Linked DNA regions of Ostrinia nubilalis: region 2 is linked to region 1. The links are chromatin contacts, called in public Hi-C maps. All regions are on one chromosome and are shown on one strand. The core of a region is the stretch at or near the end of the contact, and the rest is flanking DNA. Distances in the headings are between cores, read along the strand shown. Region 1 holds the start of LOC135074363 (protein C10-like). Region 2 holds the start of LOC135074367 (inositol monophosphatase 1).

Region 1 (4,773 bases), core at 1,412-3,911:
CAACAGAACGTTCTGTGGCCGCTCCCTTCTTCCACGTTCTCCGTTGTCTATGGATCCTCACTAGTTATGATACTCACTGTAGGAGAGCTGCCGCGACGGCATGAAGTTGATGGCCACCTGCCTGGCCGCGCCGTGTCGCAGCGTGAACGCTCTGTGGCCTCTCTCTTTTTTCCTGATTCTCCATTGTCTATGGTACTCAGTTCATATTACTTACTGTAGGAGAGCTGCCGCGACGGCATGAAGTTGATGGCCACCTGCCTAGCCGCGCCATGTCGCAGCGTAAACGTACGGCGCGCGCTCGGTGGCCGCTCTATTTCTTCCTCGTTCTCCATTGTCTATGAATTTAAAAAGTATTTGGTAGTAAAATTCAAAATATCTTTATTGTGAACCTCAGGTACATAGGTAGTCAAATAAAAGAGAGTAGATCAGCTGCATTCTGCTTGTGGATATTCAATACTCATTCACTTTTATCTTAATAAAATACAAATTATATTATGAGCATAGTTTCACAATGAAACCTAATTACATTATTTAAGATTAGATAGAAAACTAGATTTAAAGATATACTTAAATAGAGTAATAGGTTTCAGGAAAGATTGTTTAATTTAAAAATGTGACTCATGTGCTTGATATCAACTAATTGATAAGAAACACAATTGAGAAATATTATCTGCATATTGGAATAACTTTGTAACTTTGAAATACCACGGAACTAGAAATCCAGATTAAAAAAAATTGTAATAGACACAGATCATCAGTATGGTTGAATTGACCTCATTTGGACTGCTAAACCACTTTGTTTGAAAACTACTCGTGCAGTATGCTTACTAATAAAAAAACCCTGTGGATCAGAAGCCACACTCCAATTTTTGGGATATTTTCTCTGGTAATGATTGAAACCTAATAACATTTGTCTGATAAGTATAAAATTATCATAACAATATCAGATTATAATATAATTTTCCTTTATAAGGTCTTACAAGAAATTTATTTTATAGTAGCCTTACACAAAGAAACTAATTTATTGTACAGTTTTTCGTAGGTTAATGATTAATAATAATATGTGATAAGGACTGTTGTATATCTATTCAAATAACTTTCACAAAGAAAAGTTGATTTTTAGTTTCCATTTGGTCAAGTTTGATCAAAGAAAAAAAAAAGAATTAAGTTTTGTACTTACTGACGACAGTTGTTTATGACTTAATTTATATATGTTTATTACAGGAAAAGAGTGATTGAGAAACGTTAAGCGACAACCAACCAAATCTAATAAAGCTGTTTTTGAAAATATACTCAGAAAAACAACAAACACTTGTGGAAATTTGAGTTTTTTGACATTAGTTAGTGACATATGTCAGACAAGTCATTTTTTTTGTAGGTTTACGGCTTTGGAGTTCTCCAATAAGCCAAGTCACTATAACAAACTCATCAAGGAAATACAGTAAGCTGAAACTCATAAAAAAGGGGGTCATTATTTATCAGCACAAAATGAATGATTAATTATTACAAATAGCGTTTAAAAACGCTATGAAAAACGCTAATACAAAAAAACTGATGACTTGTCTTTTTAATTCTTACAAGAGGAAACAGAATCGACATACTCTCTAATCTGTGAATCGAACCCTTGGCCTTGGCTCATTCATTCATTGGCTTGGCCGGGCTTGAACCTTGGCAATTGGCATATTAATCTGTCAAGTGTCAGTTGTTGTTGGTTGACAAATTGTATGGGAGTTAAAATCTTCTTTCCGTATTTTTTCACGATAAATGTGACTCATATCCTAAAAAGTGTAATAAAATCTCTATCCCATTGGCTTTGTACTATGTAAATAGTTAAAAAACTTTGTGCTGTACCAAATATAATTGTATTGCCATACTTAGTTGTCAAGTAAGAGGTTATTTCCTTTTTTGCTTCCATTATTCTATTTATAACTGCAAGACTCCCTAATCTGTGACTGCAAGGCCCTACTGTTAGCGTTGCATACACCTATAACTATTTATTACGCCTTAGTATTCCAATCGCCAACGTGTTTTAGCTGCATACTTGAACTTTGCAGACCCTAAATGTATGTGCCGATACGATGGCGTTCCCGCAAAGTTTGTCCGTGGAGCAAGTCCGTCAGATTCTGAGCGAGGTCATAGACGCGCTCGAGAGCCCGGACTACTCGCCCAAGCTGGACGAAGCTAAGGAGGCAGCAGGGAATGAGATGCTTAAGATGATGCAGATTGTGTTCCCGATTGTGGCTCAGATCGAAATGGAAACTATTAAACATCATGGCTTCAGTAATACTAGAGAAGGCGAGTCTTTAAAATATTATTTTAATTTATGCTAGAACCTTATCCACTTGAATCTCCAGCTTCTAATTAAAAAATTTAATTTGAAAGTGAACTGATTTATTTTCGAGTATTCCCATGTGAGTAGCAGTAGTAATAAATAAAATAAACTTAACGAGAATCACAGATCTTAAATAGTAAATTTTTTCATGAAGTGCATGAGTACTTACAGCTAGAAATCCTGTAAAATAAACTTAATCTTTGAATGTGATTGAAGTACTCTGCATGAGATACAATTTATTATCAACTTCAGCAATTATCAGTTTTCTTTATCTTTATAGGTTTGGTACAGTTCACACAACTGATCCGCAAGATGGAGAGCGTTGACGGCGAGGTGGCCCGACTACACAGCCAGATCCGCAGCCACTATCTGCCTCCAGTGTCAATCAGTTCTACTGTGGATACTTCACTCTAGGTAAATATTGCATTCAATATTTCTCATCTTCATCCTTGAGTTAGCTAGATGAAAGTAAGTGAAGTGCTTCTACCAATAGATGGTGCTATTTAATGGGATAGCAATCAAATAATCCGCTCCGAGATCTCTTCTAATTAATATGGCTAGGGATAGCCGATTGTAGATATAAAGGAGAGAAAAAAAAAAACAATATTTATATCCAAGGAGCATTTGTCGAGAAAGGCTCCAACTTAATTTCTAGAATGATCGACAATTTATATCAGCTGTGGTACTCTTGCCAACATATTGAAGCTTTTCAAGAAGGAGCATCCACATTTTCGCATAATTTAAAAGATATAATTATTTATTAACCATTACTCTAAAAATGATTGTGATATGTTTTTGGTAGTTTTGCCAACTACCCTCCATTTAAGATGCAATGCACTGTCACTAAAATAACAAAATAAAATGTATTGCTCTGTGCATTGTGGCATTAGTGTGTAGTCTGTAGGAGTCGGAATAATAACTTGCCTTGTAACTTGTAGCATAACCTTATCAACCGTAATATTTTATCAAATAGACAAGAAGATAAGACCGGCATATGGTGAGTCGAGGTTATGTTTAAGAATACGTAATCATTTCATCGTCATTATTTGTTGAAATTTGGTGGTCATGTCTATTTTTGTGTTGTATTATACTTTACAAGAATTTCTTGTAAGAAAAACTTTTGAATTCAATGTTACATTGGTAGCAACAAAATTACAAACTACATGACTAACAATAGGTAAATAAATATCTGGAAAAGTGGTTTAGGATTTTTATAAGTTTATATAAAACAACACAATTATAATGTGTTGTTTTCTTCTTTGTGTATTTATTTATGTATATTAAATTTTTAATTATTAGTAAATAAATAGTGTTTAATTTAAGTATGTATTGTTAATTGTATAAACTTTTAAACCCTATATGATGGATGAAGTAGTAATCCTGGTGCAAAGGCTCACTAATTGTTTAAATTGTTTTTACCTTTGGAAACTTATACTGGTTTTCTTGTTGCCTATCTTGTCATTATTATACACTGTAAAACCCTGGTTTTCCTAAATAAATAATATATTTTCAGGTCCATGTCCAGTAATGAAAAGAATCTCAAGAACGTGACAATGATGTCGTTCAAAAGGAGAAAATACAAACTTTTGCTGTGCGTGTGTGTAGTTATCAGTGTCTACTATTTGTTAGGCATAAACGATTATGTGAATGCTAGAAGAATTGAAGATGGCTTCGACTATCCTCTCAACATGGACATACAACCGCTACTGCAGGAAGTCATGGCGGGGAAGAAGCCGAGTGTTCCACCGATCAACTATTACCCATACAGGTTCCTGACTAACTCCGGAAAGTGCAATACCGTAGAGAAGCTGGATTTGTTTATAGTAATCAAATCGGCGATGGACCACTTCGGCCACAGAAACGCGGTGCGTCTAACGTATGGCCAAGAAAACTTGATTCCAGGCCGCATCGTCAAAAGTCTATTCTTTGTTGGTATAGACGAAAGCTACCCCAAATCGGAGACGCAAAAGAAAATCGACGAGGAGATGGTCCAGTTCAAGGATATCATCCAGATAGACTTCCGCGACAATTACTACAACAACACCATAAAGACTATGATGTCGTTCCGCTGGGTGTACGAACACTGCAACACGGCGGATTATTATTTATTTACCGACGACGATATGTACATATCAGTCAACAACCTGTTGGATTATGTGCACGATAAGCCAGTGCCAACCAGTACTGGACACGGTAACGAGCAATTGTACGCCGGTTATGTATTCGAGAGCACTCCGCAGCGATTTATTACGAGTAAATGGAGGGTTTCGTTGGAGGAGTACCCTTGGAGCAAATGGCCGAGCTACGTGACGGCCGGAGCTTACGTTGTGTCAAACAAATCTATGAAGACCATGTATGCTGGGAGTCTGTTCGTTAAGCACTTCAGGTTCGATGACATTTACCTGGGCATACTGGCGAAGAAGGTGGGCTTAGTGCCGCAG
Region 2 (4,944 bases), core at 494-2,993, 130 kb after region 1:
GTCCTGTTTATATTATACTAGCTTTTGCCCACGGCTTCACCCCCGTGAAATTTAGTTTGTCATATATCGTCATAAATTTTATAGCCTATATGTTATTTTGGGTTATAAACAATAATACTGTAAAGTTTCATTAAAATCCGTTCTGCAGTTTTTTGCGTGAAAAAGTAACAAACATCCAGACATCCACACAAACTTTCGCATTTATAATATTAGTAGGATAGGATTCTATGTTAACAGACAGACAGACAGACAGACAGACAAAAATTTTACTGATTGCATTTTTGGCATCAGTATCGATCACTAATCACCCCCTGATAGTTATTTTGAAAATATATTTCATGTACAGAATTGACCTCTCTACAGATGTACCTATTATAAGTATAGATAAAACGTCCTTAGGAAAACTTCTGATGAGTCGAAACAGTCTCTCAAAATAAAAAATCATACGTACCCTAATCAACATTTTCCTTTAGGAATCATCTAAGCCTGATATTTCTTAAATTATGGCCTTAATAAAAGCAAATTATATGCCAAGTTATTGTTAAAAACGATTAACAATTTTAGATACTATCTCAGTCTGCCTACGAACTACATATGAGCAGATAGAGGTAAAAGTAAGGATCACTCACACGGCATATTGGAGGAAAGAATAAAGGTTAATTTCTTCCTTCAGCTTTTAAGTTTTGTCACACTCTTTCTTTAACAAATTCGCTCGTCAGTTTGCACACATTTCCCAACAGAAATAAAACGTATTTATTAATAAATAGTCATGATTTTGAAGAGCACTCATACGGCCCGTGTGCGGTGTGAGTGATCCTAAATAATCGCATAACTTTGGAACGGGACGTGCAAGGGATTTCGGAATTTGTTAATAGTTTTAACATATTCTTAACAATTTTTCAATACTATAAAAAGAAGTGGAAAGGCTTTATTTTCTGAAATAAACATTTTGACGTTTTCTTAATGCGTGCGGTATGAGTGCTCCTATTTATTGACCATAACATTTTTATCTCAGGTTTAACAAATTTTTAAACTTCATCGCAATGTTTTAACATATTTTAAGTAAAACTTCCTCGATTTTTGTTAAGATTGAAGCAAGGATCACTCAATCCACATGCACATCAGCAAAATTCTAAAAAACTTGAGAACCGGAACACGAACAAATTTTGCTATTCGTGGACAAATTACTACGCAACAAGAGCTATCTATCAATGTATTTGGTTCCGGGATAGAACGACTTAAAAAAAAGATTTGTCAGGGTAATGTTTGAAACGTTACCGCAGCAAAATCTGTTTTTTCCTGATAACTTTAAAACTATAATTTGAACGAATTTTGCTATTAGTGGACAAATTTCTGCTCACGATGGACTAATTATCTGCTATACTCTAGACTCTAAAGCCCAAAATTTATATAAAAATTTTGCTGGGGTAATGCACTCGAGTTACTATCCGGTATCTGGCCGAATTTAGGCCGGATATCCGGCCTACCGGATAGTTACCGGATATCCGTTTCATCTCTAGTAATATCTTTACGGTTAGAACCATAGAGGAATTGGTTAGATCTCTAAGGTAAGAACTAACTAAAGAATCAGGAATAAAAAAGTACCCAATAATGTCAGATAGAATTTGAAATGTGGTTGTTGATATCATTGCTTAACTGTACATTAAAAAAAAAACAAAGTCAAAGTTGTCAACGCGACGTATATCATACAAAATGTCAAAATTGTTAAATTGTCGTGTCGTTAGTGTCAAACACATTCGTGATGTGCGAAAATCTTGTTTGTTTTTATCCCATTTGCGAATAAAATTCCCTGGTGGAAGGTCCTCCCCTTTGAAGCAACAGGCACACCTTCGGATTTCAAATTTCATAATCAGGTACCTAAAAGACAAATTTAATTCAACATGTCGATGGTTGATACCTACTTTATGGTAGCTTTAGAGATCGTAAAGTCGGCAGGAAAACTTATAACTGAGCATGTCAAGGGATGCAAGGATTACAAATTGAAGTCGTGCGACATCGACTTGGTAACTGAAGTGGACAAAGCGGTAGAGACGACTATCTTGTCCAAATTAAAAGAGGAATTTCCTCATCACGCGTTTATCGGCGAAGAATCAGTCGCGGAAGGTGCCAGAGTGGTTCTCACTGACGAGCCGACCTGGGTCCTCGACCCTATTGACGGTACTCTTAACTTCGTCCATGGGTTTCCTCATAGCTGCATTTCTCTCGGCCTGCTCATTAACAAGGTGCCAGAGATGGGGATCATTTATAACCCAATTATGAATCAACTATTTACTGCCTTGAAGCATCAAGGAGCGTATCTTAACGATCAAATCATTCATGTGTCAAAGGTTAAGGAACTGAAGGGAGCATTAGTTGCTTTCGAAGCTGGCACAAGCCGTGATGCGGATAAAATGAAAGTTGTGCGGGAAAATTTTGATCAAATCATTTCTAAAGCTCAGGGCATGCGAGCTTTGGGTTCGGCGGCGTTGAACATGGCCATGGTAGCAATGGGAGCAGCGGATGCTAACTTTGAGTTTGGGATTCACGCCTGGGACGTAGCTGCTGGGACCATTATAGTGCGAGAGGCTGGAGGAGTGGTCATAGATCCTGCCGGTGGCCCTTTTGACATTCTGTCGCGCAGGGTGCTTTGTGCTGGTACGAAGGAGCTGGCTGAGGAGTTGTCCAAGACCTTGGTCCAGTATTACCCAGAGAGGGATTAAAGCGGGATGAAGAGTAGACAATATAATAATATTAATCAAACAATATTTAAGGGAAGTTTTAAATTTTTGATGCATTGTAATTTGAACTATGTACTTACATATTTATTCACATTCTACAGGGATTGTATGTAGTGTCAAAGTCAAAGTCAAAGTCAAAATTTCTTTATTTGTTTAGACTAATAAATAGTTCTTACAAATCGTCATATGCTCTTGGAGCCTCTACATGTCTCATAATCTTTTTACCCTACCAGCGCTTCGAGACCAACATTTGGCAAGTGCTGAGAAGAAGCGCCGCAACAAACTCAGTCACCACTGTCTGCCGGTTAATATAAATAAATAGAAATAGTAGTAGTAGGTACATTCGATTCAGGAGCAGTTCACTGAATTTACCATGCATTCTTGTATGGTGTATCATAAGAATGGGTATACAAGATTGCGTGGTATATTAAACAAGGTAGTGACGTGCTAATATCTAGACTTACATATTAAGGCACTAGTAGAAATGACTCGCATACATAAATTTGAATAACTTGGATTGACCAGTCCCCGAAAGCAGCGCCTGTTCACAGACATGACGAGTATGTATCATTCTCTGTGGATGATGTCAAATGATTTTCTAGTTAAATACCAATAAGGATTAAGTAACCTGATCTACTACTTCCATATTACAGATTTGTTTTACTTACTAATGACAACGAGGCATTTATTTTAGATTTTAATTTATTTTTTATTGAATCTTATTGAATTCAGGACTGGTGATAAATAAGTTGGTTTTCAGAGTTTATGACATTCAATTATATTGATGTTTCTATTTTACTATATTTTTTTAATGTTAATAAGAAAAAATTGCATATTTTACTAAAAGATTTAATCAGATGAACTTATTTATTACTAGCTTTCCGCCCGCGGCTTCGCCCGCGTGGAATTTTGTCTGTCACAGAAAAACTTTATCGCGCGCGTCCCTGTTTCAAAAACCGGGATAAAAACTATCCTATGTTCTTTCCCGGGACTCAAACTATCTCTATGCCAAATTTCATCAAAATCGGTTGCGAGGTTTAAGCGGGAAAGCGTAACAGACAGACAGACAGACAGACAGACAGACAGACAGACAGACAGAGTTACTTTCGCATTTATAATATTAGTTGGGATTAGTTGGGATTTAGAAGTTTTGAAAAAGTTTGGACTTATTGAGAGTACTATGTTATGAAATTATTGTAGTCCTACATAACTTAAACATAATTAAATTTTAAATAGAAGGAGAAATAAAACAACAAGTATAATTTAGTTATTAAGCTATTATAATTACTTATAATTTATTACCAAATCAATAAATAGTCATGGAAAATAGTGAAACTATTATTAATATATTTTATGTTCTAATGCCATAAATTATTGTTAACTTCTTAATTTATTTGAAATATTTGTCTGGATGTTAAAATATGTTTATGTCTAGTGTTAGTTGTAGACTGTAGTGTACTTGTATTTCACTTGAAAGTCTGTTATCTTTATGGATAATAAACATTAATTATTATCTGTAATGTAATGGTTATTTTATTTATTGTAGCATAACTTAACATAGTTTCGGTCTCAGATCATAGAAGGGAATAGATGTGAAACGGGGGCGTGGCGCGTGTCTCCGCGATATGCCCAGAAACGAACATCGGCCGCGTAGCTAGTTTAGTCGCGATTCAGTCGTACTAAGGAAATGTTCTCCGATATTTTGGATAATGCGTCGTTACGTGCAATAAAACAAGTGAAACGAAGAACTACAGGAACAATGGAGTCATTTACTACATGTAAGTATTGCAAATCCATTGGTATTTTGCTTATAAATAAAAAAAACTAAACATTTTTACGAACGAATTCAGTGCCGTAACAGTTACTGCGATATCGAAATCAGTGGTGATAAAAATTCTAACACACTTGTACATTGACGATTTAGTTAGCAACCACTTTATGTCATGCTCAACTACTGCGCAATGTATTTAATTTCTTCCGATATCCACTGTCGTGTGAAAATACACAGTACGGCCGCATGTGCCGGTCGTAACATAGTGCCGTGCTCGTGTTCTAATGCGGTTCCCTATTATCGATAAATATAAGTAAATTATAATTTTCTATTTTGTAATTTTAAATAAAAAAATGATGTGTTACTTGCGATTATAAGATTGTACAAAAAAATAATAACAGTAGAAGTAATTAGTAACTGTCAACTATGTAATTA

The links. Hi-C and Micro-C count contacts between places; a contact is called where the count stands out from the background.
Region 2: a contact with region 1 is called in a Hi-C map of whole body, with 4 times the contacts expected there. The contact joins the promoter of LOC135074367 here to the promoter of LOC135074363 in region 1. A contact is called at or near these places in 2 of 5 Hi-C or Micro-C datasets (both in whole body).

The regions. Positions count from the first base shown.
Region 1 is chr9:1,501,954-1,506,726 of ilOstNubi1.1, forward strand. It overlaps LOC135074363 (protein C10-like), which reads left to right and starts at 2,662. Exons shown (of 2, transcript XM_063968623.1): 1 at 2,662-2,746; 2 at 3,846-4,773. The coding sequence starts at 3,850. LOC135074792 (transmembrane channel-like protein 3) reads right to left here and starts at 1,344. Exons shown (of 15, transcript XM_063969172.1): 1 at 1,181-1,344; 2 at 215-335. The coding sequence starts at 332.
Region 2 is chr9:1,636,446-1,641,389 of ilOstNubi1.1, forward strand. LOC135074367 (inositol monophosphatase 1) reads left to right here and starts at 1,744. Exons shown (of 1, transcript XM_063968632.1): 1 at 1,744-2,883. The coding sequence starts at 1,902. The coding sequence ends at 2,720. It overlaps LOC135074368 (a long non-coding RNA gene), which reads left to right and starts at 3,617. Exons shown (of 2, transcript XR_010257821.1): 1 at 3,617-4,298.